Regions from separate parts of the Mus musculus genome. Here all the other regions are linked to region 1. The links are chromatin contacts, called in public HiChIP or PLAC-seq and promoter capture Hi-C maps. All regions are on one chromosome and are shown on one strand. The core of a region is the stretch at or near the end of the contact, and the rest is flanking DNA. Distances in the headings are between cores, read along the strand shown. Region 1 holds the start of Armcx5 (armadillo repeat containing, X-linked 5). Region 2 has its middle 24 kb from the start of Nxf7. Region 3 holds the start of Nxf7 (nuclear RNA export factor 7).

Region 1 (4,254 bases), core at 831-3,330:
ACCCACTGTCTATACCTTCATGTGCTACCAATTTGTCTTTGCAGACACCAATAAGGGCAGAAAGAATAGGAAAGCTGGATGGACACGAGAGGCTGCAAAATTCCGAGGCTATCTGCTGACCTAGGCTGGAGCCAACCAAATCTTTACTGTTCCATACTATAGGTCTTACTCGAGGAGTCCCCACGTTCATACTAACCTGCGCTCTTGCCAAGGGATTGTTTCCTCCTTTCTCTGTTTCCACTGGCGACAAGCCCTGCAGCAGATCTGGCAAACCTATAGATAGATAAAGAGGACAGAGAAACTCAGCTCTTGGGATACAGACCTTGGTTCCTGGCCCTTATTCTTGCCTTCTCAGAGAAGCTTGTCTAGCTTTTCCCTTCCTGGTCTTCCTCTCCTTCCATTAACCAGCTTCAAAGCTGTTCCTCCTCCTCTTCCTCCTCCTCCCTTGGGGCCCTCCATTGTCTTCTTGAGTGACTGTTTCGGTAATCCCTTAGTTGAAAAATCGGTTGATAATGAAGTGTTAGAGCAGGACAGGAAAGAGGGGATTAAAGGAAGATGTTCCCATCCTGCATCTATCTCTAGAGTTAGACCAAGACTCCTAAGTGAATCCACAGACCAGCTAGAGGTCATCGAGAAACTGACAAAACAGAAGGGTGTGACATTCTAGTCTCAGTGATCCTTGTCTGTCTTCACACTAATCCTCGAATCTGGACAATTGCCTTCTCATTATCTCCTAGCTTCACATTCAGTTATTTTACAAACATTCACAACAGCCAAGTTATACAACCCTCCGGATGTGTCTATCAATGGAAATCCACAAACATGAGAACAGCACTACTGAGTATAATTTAGGAAACAGTAATTACGGAATAAATGCTTGCTGGATACAGATACTTGTTTGGTAAAGAATTCTCTGATTCCCTTTCTTTTTGTCATCCCCCCATGACACCCCCAAATCTCCACGTTCCTCTGCTATATTCTTAAAGCCTGATCATTTCCATGAAGGGACAACTAAATCATCTCTGCACAGTTGGTCGTACTGGTAGCAGTAGGGATGAAACGCCTGACAATAACAGGAAGCTGGGGAAATAATGAAAAGTATCATTTTCAATTTTCTTACACATTCTTATGATTATCCCCCACCCACCCACACAAACCTATCACATTCTGCAACATAGTTGGGGTAACGCGGAGGGCATTTCTGGAAGGCTGGAAAAGAGGAGATGTAGAAATTATTCTAGAACCCTACCTAGTCTTGCAGCTTTCTCCCACAGTACAGAAATCAGGTCAGTTTTGTTTATCTTCTCCCCTCCCCTTTTGATCTGCCGCCCTGAAACGTGGAGAAATGCAAACTTGGCACAAAATCTATCCACACAAATGAATGTGTGATAGCCCCAAATCAAATGAAATCGCACTGAGTAAGATATGGTTAATTAATGGTCAGATAAGAATGTGCAATCTTCGAATACACCCAACACAAGATTTAATGTTCCCACATCTATAACCCCTTTGTGTATCTCCTTCCTGATTCTCAAGGCTCCTCAGACAACTGCGTTCATCAGTGGTGGTAGTCCTTTCTCTGACAAGTACGCCATCTCCCCAGTAGATGATGCCATTGCATCCATCTCCCTTCCCAAACGTGATGAAGCGAGTTTCTGGAAACGTAGATAGCTTTTTCTCATCCTCCCTAGTCTGTCTTCCCAACACTCGCCCCCTAAAATCAGGTCACCAATCCCGCACCAATCATGGAACCCGCAACCACAACCCCAAGCAATGCCCTCCTTCTTACTGACCTGTTCTGCTTGAATCCAAGGCAGTTTTCTTAGGTGCGTTCTCTCCGGCGGCGCCTTCCCACACAGAAAGGAGGCAGGCAAACGCCGTCGGCAGTCCGCCGCAGGGAGCAGAGGCAATGGCGGCGACTGTAATTTAGGGGCTTGCCGGGAGCTTGGGATGTAGGACAAGATGAAGGGCCATGACTAGCAAATTACTGTCACCTTTCGGTACCCACTCCTCTCTCCGGTCCCTCACGAAGCGACTACATAGCTACCTACATCCGCCGGGACGCACTAGGCGCGGCTACGTCATTACGGAGGCCCGCAGAGGGAGGAGCTAGAGTTATTTAAGGAGTTCCGGCTTAGGGAAGCGGAGTGATACTACTGTGGCGCACACTGCGACACTTAGGTTCTGATCCCGAACTAGGGAAAACCGCGCCAAGCACCCGCAAGCAGGCGATTACCAAATGTCGGTTTTAGCTTCCTTCTTAGACATGTCTTTCCATTTCGAAATGCATGCGGTTTTCACGCTGTGGCGTCAGAAGAAAAAGCGGCCGCCTTACCGGGCGGAAGGATAGCAAAGAATTCTAGTGTTTTTACACGTTCCTCACTAAACCCACCGCCCACTGAAGTGAGCTGGTTAGGTAGGGGAGGGGCTCAAGGTAGAAACGATGCTGGGGGTGGGGCGGTTCTCAACGCTGAAATTACAAATAAAAATTCTCATTTATTCCAACAAATTCTAAACTGTTCCTTCTACAAGCAAAATCCGCCAGTGATGCACCTGTAAGGGCTTGTTTGCATAAAATTCTTGCTGCAGCGGCAGAACCTATGGAAAACTGCTCTGCTGCCAGACCGTTTTTGTTTTGTTTTGTTTTGTTTTTCAATCTCCCTTTTTATGTTTCCTGTTGCCACCCCTTGAAATCTTTTGCTCTTATTGTCCGGCATGTTTCTTGTTTTGAAATAGTTTTAGATAACATGAAGTAAGGATAGAGGAAAAACAGGGAGAAAAAGAACTGTGCAGACGAGTTCTACTCCAGGATGACCTCACTACCATAAGGTGCAGTGGCTTGGATTTAATCTAGGCACTGGGAAAACAAGAATCTTCTTACTGACAAGACATAATACCAAAGTATCTTTGTACCCGTGGACCAACACCAGTCCCTGCTCTGTGGATTTCTCCGGGCTTGTTCCCTCACGTTTCTTGCCCCCTAAATCTCTGACTATATAAGTCCTTGCATCTTGAATGCTGGGCCTCATGTTTGTATTATCTATTTGAACATAAATTTAATTAAAATAAGCCTTAGAATCAGAAAGTGTTTCTAACATGTATACCACTTAGAAATGTCCCAGCCCATCAGTCCTGTATGCCTCAACTCTAAGCTGAGCTATGACATTAGTAGATTATGATGAGAGACATTTTTCCTGTTTCAGGGATGTTTGTAATTTTGAAATTGCCTTAATAAAAGTGCATGGTTTCCCCTCAGTCCCAGTCTACATTATCAGAAAACCTGATAATGTCATGAGGCAGGAGGTTAACTTTTGGAAGGAATAACCAGCCTATAAGGAACAATACTAGGTGGTGATGGTCAGTCCAGACAGACCATCTTCATGACCCAGGACACAAGATGAAAATAGTTTTGGTGGGAGGCTCAATAAAACATAATTGTAAAAAATAGGTGGTAGTGGTCCCTCCAGATGGGCCAGCCCAGGGCCCTAAAAACAGTTAAAGAGAGAGAGATAGAGAGAGGGAGAGAGAAGAGAAGAGAAGAGAAGAGGAGAGAAGGAAAGAAAAGAGAAAAAGGAAGGAAGAAAGAAAGGAAGGAAGGAAGGAAGGAAGAAAGAAAGAAAGAAAGAAAGAAAGAAAGAAAGAGGGACATCTGGGTTCTTTCCAGCTTCTGGCTATTATAAATAAGGCTGGTATTAACTTAGGCAAATGGATGGACTGGAGGGCATCATCCTGAGTAAGGTAACCTAATCACAAAAGAACACACATGATATGCACTCATTGATAAGTGGATATTAGCCCAGAAACTTAGACTATCCAAGATACAATTTGCAAAACACAAGAAAATCAAGAAGAAAGAAGACCAACATGTGGATACTTTATTCCTCCTTAGAATAGGGAACAAAATACCCATGGAAGGAGTTACAGAGACAAGTTCCAAAGCTGAGACGGAAGGAAAGACCATCCAGAGACTGCCCCACCCAGGGATCCATCCCATAAACAACCACCAAACCCAGACACTATTGCATATGCCAGAAAGATTTTGCTGAAAGGACCCTGATATAGCTGTCTCTTGTGAGACTATGATGGGGCCTAGCAAATACAGAAGTGGATGCTCAGAGTCAGCTATTGGATGGAACACAGGGACCCCAATGAATGAGCTAGAAAAAGTACCCAAGGAGCTAAAGGGGTCTGCAACCCTATAGGTGGAACAACAATATGAACTAACCAGTACCCCCCAGAGCTTGTGTCTCTAGT
Region 2 (4,254 bases), core at 775-3,274, 170 kb after region 1:
GACTCTGTTCTGAGGTAGCAGTGAAATGTGACAGAGTCACATGTGGCACTGTTTTTCACACAAGGAATATGGGGGGGGGGAGGGTGAGGGGTTATGGAGTCTTGAACCATTGTTACAGAGAACAAATGAAGCCAACAAACGCGTGGCAAATTTGATGTCTTAGTTTGGATTTTTATTGTGGTGACACAACACTGTGACCAAAAGCAAAGTGGGGAATAATGGCTATTTTCATCTTATAACGTCTGCTTCATAATCCAGGGAAGTCAGTACAGGAACAAAAGGCTAAGATCTGGAGGCACAAAGTGGTACTTACAATTAAGATGATTCTTCTCACACAAATTAAAGTAATCAAGATAGTACCACAAGGCATGTTTATGAGCCCATCTCCCAAGTGATTCTAGAGTCTATCAAGGTAACAATCAGCACTGCCCAAAACATCAAGCAATCTTCTTCCCCTGCCATCTCCATGAAGCTCTCACAGCTGAACCAGGCCCTCACACACAACAGCACAATTACCCTGAAAATTCCCGCTCAGTATGGAATGTACGGACTCAGCAGATCCAACAGTGGTGATAGAATTGATTCATCCCTTCTAAAACTGGATCTGTTTTTCCCTTCTGTAACCATGTATTGGGCTAGAAGCTGAGATCCCAGACACAATGGTTAGCTCTGTCATACTGAAGGGTTCCTCAATGCACCTCAGACTCTACACACAGTGGTTCCTTCATGGCACTATGCTCTGAAGTCTACTTGGGCTCTGCTAGTTGATAAGATTCCATGGGTACATTTTAATACACTCACACCAATACCACTGTTCTGTTGCTGGTTACCCTTTGGATGTAAATTCACCCTTACTGAGTAGTAGTTTCCCAGGATTGAAAATCTCCCGTGCTACCAGGGTGATTTGATGGTTTCTTGAGCTAATGCATCGCCTGGTCAAAAGGAAAGGCAGAACCAACACAGAACAGCGTCAGGACTGGGCAGATAAGCCAGTCTTCTGAGAAGGAGGCAATGAGATTGTGTATCAGACCCTTCAGCTGCCGGTGGGTACCATCCACCGTACTCCATGTTATTTTCTCAAAAATATTTGAAAGTTTAAAACTCTTCTGCATATGGGTGTTTTCCCCTGGGTTTTAGACTGTGTTTAAAGTAGCAGGCCTGTTTTTCCTTCTGTGAAGCTGTTCACAGATCAGCCCTAGCCTAAGGCTTACAGAGCACTGCAGAAGGAGTGGAAAGAATGCGAGGGATGTGAAATGTTATCTTCAGGCTATCACACAGCCATTTTGAGCATGCTCTCACTCACAGCAGCTGTGGCGGTTGCCTTCACTGGTTAGGTACAAAGCAGGGCCTGCCAGCAGCAGAGCAGAGAATGAGGAACTGCTCTAGGGGGCTCTGCCCCTCGTGGGTGAACTTTGGCCAACTGAAAGATTCCAGGACTGGACACTTGTTGCTTGGGCTGTGTACCAGAAAATGCACACTCGGGTATTAATGGACAGTGCCAAACCTCTGACCACACAGAGAGATCTGGTCAAAAACAGAGGTTTTGTCATGAAATAAAACAGACGTGACTGCATGAATGTGGGAAAGCGACCTGTAAGGAGGAGGGGGTATAAAAGGGGCTGTGGAGAAAAGAGAGACAAGAAGCTTCAGTTTCTCTGGAAAGCACTCCTGCCACAGGAGGCGTGGTCTGCAAAGGGGCTGGGCAAGACTGCCACAGGAGGCGTGGTCTGCAAAGGGGCTGGGCAAGACTGCCACAGGAGGCGTGGTCTGCAAAGGGGCTGGGCAAGACTGCCTCAGGAGGCGTGGTCTGCAAAGGGGCTGGGCAAGACTGCCACAGGAGGCGTGGTCTGCAAAGGGGCAGGGCAAGACTGACACAGGAGGTGGGGTCTGCAAATGTACAGAGCAAGACTGCCACAGGAGGTGGGGTCTGCAAATGTACAGAGCAAGACTGCCACAGGAGGTGGGGTCTGCAAATGTACAGAGCAAGACTGCCACAGGAGGCGTGGTCTGCAAAGGGGCTGGGCAAGAACTGCAACTGGTCAGGTTACTCACTCCACACACAGCCAAGCCACCTCCCTAGAGCTTGCCCACAGCCAGGGAAAGTGGTTTTACTTATCACACTCATGGCAATTCTGGAGAACATTAGCAGCAAAGCCTTTTAGTCTCCATGACCCAGAACCCCCTAAGCCCTGCAGATAGCCCAACAATGACTGTCACTGAGGATCTGCAGGCCCACACTCAACAAACAATTCCTCCTTGGAGTCCATCTGCAAGCTTGCCTCAGGCTGCCTGGACAAAGCCATGAAACTGCTTGATGCTTATCAAGGAAACTCATATTTCAAAGGCATGGGCGACTCACAGCACTGATTGAAGACCCTCACCCCCCCTTCCTGGACAGAGCCTGAGCAAGCACTGCCTCCCTTTCCTTGGAGAATCATCTCAAGTTCCTGGGGAGCAGTTGGGGAAGAGGGGGGCAGCTACCCCTTACCTGCATTCTGATGGAGGGGCAGCTGTTGCTGCCAGAGACCCTCTAATATGGGGCTTCCTCTTGAGTGGGTAAGGAGATCACAGCAGACCACCCCAGGTAGGATGCATCTAGGGATCTCCTATGGCCTTCTATAGGGCTTCAATCCCAAACAGAGGCATTCTAGAAAACTCTTTAACAGAGGATAACTATTAGAGGAGATAAACACATAACTCTGAACAATTAAAACACCATTCTACCTTCTAAACTCACCCACAACTAACAGTACAAATCAACAGACACCTTCAACTTGATCATGACTTTTCTATAGAGTCTTTTTTGGTTTTTTGTTTTGTTTTGTTTTCTTTTTTTCGAGACAGGGTTTCTCTGTACAGCCCTGTCTGTCCTGGAACTAACTCTGTAGACCAGGCTGGCCTCAAACTCAGAAATCTGCCTGCCTCTGCCTCTCAATTGCTGTGATTAAAGGCGTGCGCCACCATTGCCCAGCTACAATAGTGTCTTAAAGACACTTTACATCTGGGTTGGAGAAACAAAGAATGTACCAGAAACCCTTCTGCAGAAGTTGGAGCGTGTGCTGCTCTGGATACGTGCTGTACATAAACTATACTGAGTCAGGTAAGCTCACATGAGAACAAAGCCTGGGGTGCGGTAATTGTATACAATTTGTGGAGGGCAATTGGGTTCCTGGGGAGAGAAGAACTTTAATAAATGGCACTACCCTCAACTAAAGCTATCTGGGCTAACAGGAGGGAATTCATTTGAGAGGATTATTTAAAGGGAGCCAGGAGGAATCCTTGTAGTGGGGACAGGTGGTGGCTTATTGGAGGGGCAAGTAAGGGAGTGGGAGGAGATGCTGAAGTGTGGAGGGAGCACTGTAGAAGAAGAGGTCGATGCAGTGGGCGGGGCTTGTGTAAGGTGGGGTCAGTGGCCTAGGCCAGTGCTGTGACCTTGAGGTCCTCTGGGTTCCCAGCTGGAGGCCGTTGTCCTACTATAAACAGGCAGTTAAAGGAACAGTGTGGGGACATCGGCATCAAGGATCTCAGGACAGTATGGAAGAAGGACATGTTTCCCTCGGGAAGCCTCTTCTCAGGTGGCATTGGGGGTGTAGCTCTCAGGATCCAGTGAGCCCCTTCTCAAGGCCTGGAAGGAGAGATGGCTCAGAGTTGAGCTCACAGCCGTTTCCTTCTGATGATGCATTGGGAAGGAGAGCTTCAGTTCATCTTCAGGGAATCTAAGTATTTATACTTGCAGGGTCTGAGTCTAGTATTGTGTCAGGTGGGAGGGGTTAACAGTGTGCTGTAAGTCACTGGGAGAGAGTCTTTGTAGTCATTTGCCTGCAGAACACAGGGGAGAGGGAGGGTAGCCTCTCCTGTTTCCTAGGTGCAGGTTAAGACCAATGTACTGGGAAAACGGCATAGACATTTGAAGGTGAAGAATCGATCTGAACTTCCTGGTGTATCTCAAACAAATAGCGACAGGTTACAGATTGTACATAGCAAATGAAACTACACACTGACTTGATAATTTGTAATTGGGAGTCCCTTGTAAGCTGCCATTGGGGAAAGGTTTCTATATACGGCAGAAAAACCAGAACTCATAAAGGAAGCTGGTGGGAGTAATGACAGATGAATTTATATTCTTACACACAAGTCTGAGAAAGTAGCAGAAAGGAAATTGAAAATTCAAGAGAGGCACCGGGCAAAGAGAGAATGTGTATTGTTCATATCATGTTTCTGACATACAACGAACGGAGCTGTGTACAGGATGCA
Region 3 (4,254 bases), core at 749-3,248, 140 kb after region 1:
GAGAGCAACTTTAGCCTTCAACATTATTGCCTGGTGATGGGAGTCATATTATAAACTTAATTTCTGCTGCTCTCTGCATTGGTTGTCTTTAGGCAGGGGGTGGACTTGTAACCTGGGGTACACGTTTGCTGGGGGGATAACTTGGAGACACTGGTCTTGTTGAGGCCCATTGTTGCTCTCTGCCTGTGGACTGTTTGATTATAAGAAAATCTTTATAATAGTCTTTGCCTCTGGGGGTCATTCTCATTGAAACCACCACAGGAAAGTTATCCAGAGGTCACCCAGGGAGCCCCCTTTGAATCAGGTAACAAGGGTAGAATGCATGAACCCTGCCATCACATTCCTGCCCCCACCACTATGGATGTATACTTGGAGTGTCCTCTTCTAGTTTCCCCTCTCATCGTTTCTCACCTCTACAGTCCAGGCCTGCCAAGAGATCTAATTGTTGCCTGAAATTAGAGGAGCAAGATTGCCTTTAATGAGTTCACAGGGGCAGTTGGGTACTCAGGTGAGGGTCCCATTGTCATCCCTAACCCCTTCTTCCAGAGAGAGAACATCAGCACTCACCAAGCTAGGCTGTGGTGATCTTCAGAGAGCAGTCCCAGCTATTCTCTTGAAAATCACAGTCGTTTTTCTGGGAGAGTGATACAATAGCCATCTTTCTTCCCCTTCCTCAGCTTCTTGTCTCTGCTAGGGAGGCTTCTATTGCAGAACTGTACTTAGGAAATCACCCTGCCTGACAGTGTCAAGCAGCAGCAGAATATGGCTTCTGCCCTCACTACCTCTGCTCCAGTGCTTGTCCTTCGGTCCTCATCCAGGCAGAGCCTGTGATCAAGGTAGCAGTGGGAAGGGGGCATAGTCAGCCACGTATCCCATTTTGTTCCTACATGATCCAAGCTGGAAAAATCCAGCTGGACAGGACATGAAAAAAACTTTCTAGTCAGCTGAAAAAGCCTGAGTTCACCATGGTCATGCCCTGGGGAGCCTCCTTTATGCTGTATCACTGCCCCTTGAAGTGTGTGTGTGATATAATCTTGGTGGACTTCAAAGATGGAAAGTATACAAGCTGTCCTTTGGATTGAACAGTTTCTCTGGAGAGAACTCAGGTAGTGCACTGGGGAGGGGAGGGGAGGGGGCTAAATGGGCAGGCAGGAGCTCAGATTGGAGGGACAGGCTAGGACAGGAAGAGGGGACTTAGAGACTGCTCTTATCTGCAAGACCCAGTGGGGAGCCCTTCTGGCTCAGAGAAGCTGACTTACTGCCCCTGTGAGAATGCAGAGTGTAGGAAAATTAGGTTAAAGTGCAACCTGGGGGGATGGGATTGCTCCAAGGACCATCAACCCTCCCAGGGCTCCTTTGCTCATGTGGGATGCCTCAAGCCCCCCCACCTCTTAGAATTAGGGGTCACCTCAATACAAATGGTTGTCATTACTGTTTTGTAAAGGAATGGGAAGAAAGTATATTGTGGCTGTGGAGTTGGGAGCAGGGACAGAAAGCAGGACCTTTCTGGCAAAGCCCCTAAGGTATGAAGACAGGTGATGATTCTGTTGGGATGGACCTAGAGTAGATAAAGATCCTCTGTCCCCAGTAGCCTAACCAGTAGGGCAACTTTTCTTTTGGATTGTTTGTGTCAGACTTTGGTGTCTCACAGTGAAGCAGATATTCACAGGATCGACATAAGCATGAGCTAAAGGCATTTGAGTGACAGTGTAGTGGCTATTCCCAGTTGTAAACTTGACTATATATGAAATGAACTGCAATCCAGATGGAAGGCTGACCTGTAGTCCATACCTTGAGGCTTTCTTATCTGGATCTTGGCGTAGAGATCCTGAGGCATAGTGGCTGTGAATCCCAGGCAACTAAGGCAAGGGGATCTCTGAGTTCATCTGGAACAAAAGCAAGACCCAGATCCAGGCTTGGTGGCACACCCCTTTTATCCAGGCCACACCTACTGCTAGAGACCTACATAAGGAAGTAGAAAGGAGGAAGACGCCCTCTTCTTCTCCTGCTTGCCTTGTGAGACTGAGCAACTGCTAGATCCTTGGACTTCCATTCACAGCTGCTGCTGACCACTGTTGAGGAGTTGGACTACAGACTGTAAGTTATCAACAAATTCCCTTACTATATAGAGACTACCTATAAGTTCTGTGACTCTAGAGAACCCTGACTAATACAGACAGTTACCTGTGGGCTCCTATGCCAGTCCACTTGGGACTTAGGAAAAAAAATCACTGCCTTGGACTGCCTGGCATTTAGACGGCCATGGAAACCACATGGAATGTAGGTAGACAGGCAAATGGGAAAGAGCTTGGCCGTAGCAGGGGGATTTTTCTGCCCCTCAGCATCTCTGCCATCTCTGTAAAAAGATATGTGACTCACCAGCCTGTGCTCCACTAAAGGGAGCAATGGAACTGACTCAGACTCATCCTGCGAAAGCATCGGGTCTCCCCATCACTTCAACCCTGCACAGCCCACACAAGGCTGCTACCGTGTAGGCAGTAGATCGTGTTTATGTAACTAGGGCTGCCTGACGGAAAAGCCTTCCACCCCAAAGCTCTCCGGGCTTCGGCTTTTCGAGCAATCCATACTTCCTGGTTGCTATCTCTTACCTAGGCGTCTGCCGTCTGTCTGCCTGAACAGACGTCATCGAATGCCTTCTGGCACTGTCCTTGCATCATCTTGGGAACGGTCTGCATTCTCAGTTAGGGGTTAAGTTTTACGATCTGCTCACCTAATCTCAGCTTAAGAATTTACTTCAGTGGCCTACAGAAAACCCTGAGTTTTGTGGGAACAGACAAACTGCTGCTGTGACCCGAAGCCTTCAGAAGGCTGTCGACCTAATGCAGAGCTCTCTGACTGCATCCTGCTTCTGTGTGATGGTCTCTGTTACTGCTTCCTCTCTTCTTCAGGAATAGGTCCCAGAACAGGGAATGTGGCTCAGTGGGTAAAAGATGGGGACCTGAGCTTGAATCACTAGAAGCCATGACAAAAGCCAGGCGTGGCTGTACACAGGCTTGAAATTCCAGCTCTGCTCCGGCCAGAGGTCAGATACGGAAGGATGTCTTGTTTTTTTTTGTTTGTTTGTTTTTTGTTTTTTGTTTTTTGTTTTTTTGTTTTTTTTTTCTGGATTTCATCTAGGCTTTAGTTTCAGTGAGTGACTCTAAATGGAGAATAAATTACAGAGTAATGGAGCAGGATATCTATTGACATTCTCTGACTCCTGAAGGTGTACAACATCTAACGAAATGTTGACTTAGACCTAGGTCCGTGGCTATAATTTCTTAAGTGCTATTTTCCTAGGTTTGATGGGCAAAACTGTGAAGGAGCTGATAGAGCCCCTCCCAGATATCAGGATAGTATGGAATCCTATGGCTGTACAACATAGGGATGTTGTCATCATGGAGAAAATAAAATTATGTGGCTGACCTAGACCTATGGTCTCTGTTGGTAACATGCATATCTTAAACTTTTTAAGTTCTATTTTTAATACTTAATCTTATTATGTGTTTGCTTTTTATTTTATTTCATTTTATTTTATTATTTTTTGAGACATGGTAACTTTGTGTAGCCTTGGCTGTCTTGGAACTAGCTTTGTTGACTAGGCTGGCTTGGAACTCACAGAGATCGGCCTGCTTCTGCCTTCTTAGTGCTAGGGCTAAAGGCATCTGCCACCATTGTCCGTCTTAGGTTTTTGTTGATGTTGTTGTTTAATTCGCAATGCTTTTGATGGAATCGGGGTTTGTTGCCCAACCTTGCCCCTGCCTCTGCCTTTGCAAGGCACAAACACTCTTCCCCAACTCCCCAACGTTATCAGTAGCCTTTGTTAGAAGATTAGGCGTTCCTGGATTTTGTACTTCAGTCCTTCTTGAGGCAAAAGTCTTGCCATCACGGGACTACCTCAGTTACTCAGTTACTGCTGTTCTTGCTGTCACATGCTAAGATGCATGTGGGTGCATGCGCAACGCCTCCCCTAATACCTCAGAAGCAAGCTAGGGATGCCTGAACCCCTCACAAAGCCTGCTCACTCGGTTCAGACAGTCACATGACTGCTCTCTTTCTCTCAACATCAAGAATCAAGCTAGGCCATTTCTGTGTTTGCTGTGAGCTCACAGAGTTTCCACCCACGGAAGGCGTTCAGGGTTGTTGTTCTCCCTAAGGACAAAGCTTGATCAGACTCTGGATTAGACTCCCTACTTTTCCAGGAAGCACTAAGGTACTGTAGGCTGACTGTCCTAGACCACTTTTCTGGTAGGA

What was found. Promoter capture Hi-C pulls out the DNA fragments that hold promoters and counts their contacts. HiChIP or PLAC-seq counts read pairs in DNA pulled down with a chosen protein or histone mark.
Region 2: a contact with region 1 is called in a promoter capture Hi-C map of hematopoietic stem and progenitor cells, with 3 times the contacts expected there. The contact joins the enhancer-like site here to the promoter of Armcx5 in region 1. A contact is called at or near these places in 15 of 39 promoter capture datasets (the 3T3-L1 cell line, 3T3-L1-derived adipocytes, the HPC-7 cell line and 9 more), 31 of 484 Hi-C or Micro-C datasets (the 63-12 cell line, the AtT-20 cell line, B cells and 22 more), 3 of 115 datasets of contacts at active chromatin or transcription factors (extraembryonic endoderm stem cells, forebrain and trophoblast stem cells) and 3 of 9 other capture datasets (adipose tissue, liver and pancreatic islet).
Region 3: a contact with region 1 is called in an H3K4me3 HiChIP or PLAC-seq map of stem cell-derived neural progenitor cells, with 2.5 times the contacts expected there. The contact joins the promoter of Nxf7 here to the promoter of Armcx5 in region 1. A contact is called at or near these places in 20 of 39 promoter capture datasets (the 3T3-L1 cell line, 3T3-L1-derived adipocytes, the HPC-7 cell line and 13 more), 1 of 484 Hi-C or Micro-C datasets (the HL-1 cell line), 2 of 115 datasets of contacts at active chromatin or transcription factors (extraembryonic endoderm stem cells and stem cell-derived neural progenitor cells) and 3 of 9 other capture datasets (adipose tissue, liver and pancreatic islet).

The regions. Positions count from the first base shown.
Region 1 is chrX:135,740,518-135,744,771 of GRCm38.p6, reverse strand. It overlaps Armcx5 (armadillo repeat containing, X-linked 5), which reads right to left and starts at 2,080. Exons shown (of 4, transcript NM_001009575.5): 1 at 1,794-2,080; 2 at 1,158-1,209; 3 at 197-273. Gprasp1 (G protein-coupled receptor associated sorting protein 1) reads right to left here and starts at 2,080. Exons shown (of 11, transcript NM_026081.5): 1 at 1,794-2,080; 2 at 197-273.
Region 2 is chrX:135,572,186-135,576,439 of GRCm38.p6, reverse strand. No RefSeq gene overlaps it. Among named protein-coding and RNA genes, the nearest start is that of Nxf7, 24 kb to the left of the region's middle. Within about 2 kb of position 2,024, at least 39 of the 459 cell types and tissues checked have an H3K27ac peak or open chromatin away from gene starts, as enhancers often do. A contact at or near this core is called in extraembryonic endoderm stem cells, pre-megakaryocyte-erythroid progenitors and trophoblast stem cells, where this site is marked.
Region 3 is chrX:135,596,521-135,600,774 of GRCm38.p6, reverse strand. Nxf7 (nuclear RNA export factor 7) reads left to right here and starts at 1,998. Exons shown (of 23, transcript NM_130888.2): 1 at 1,998-2,097.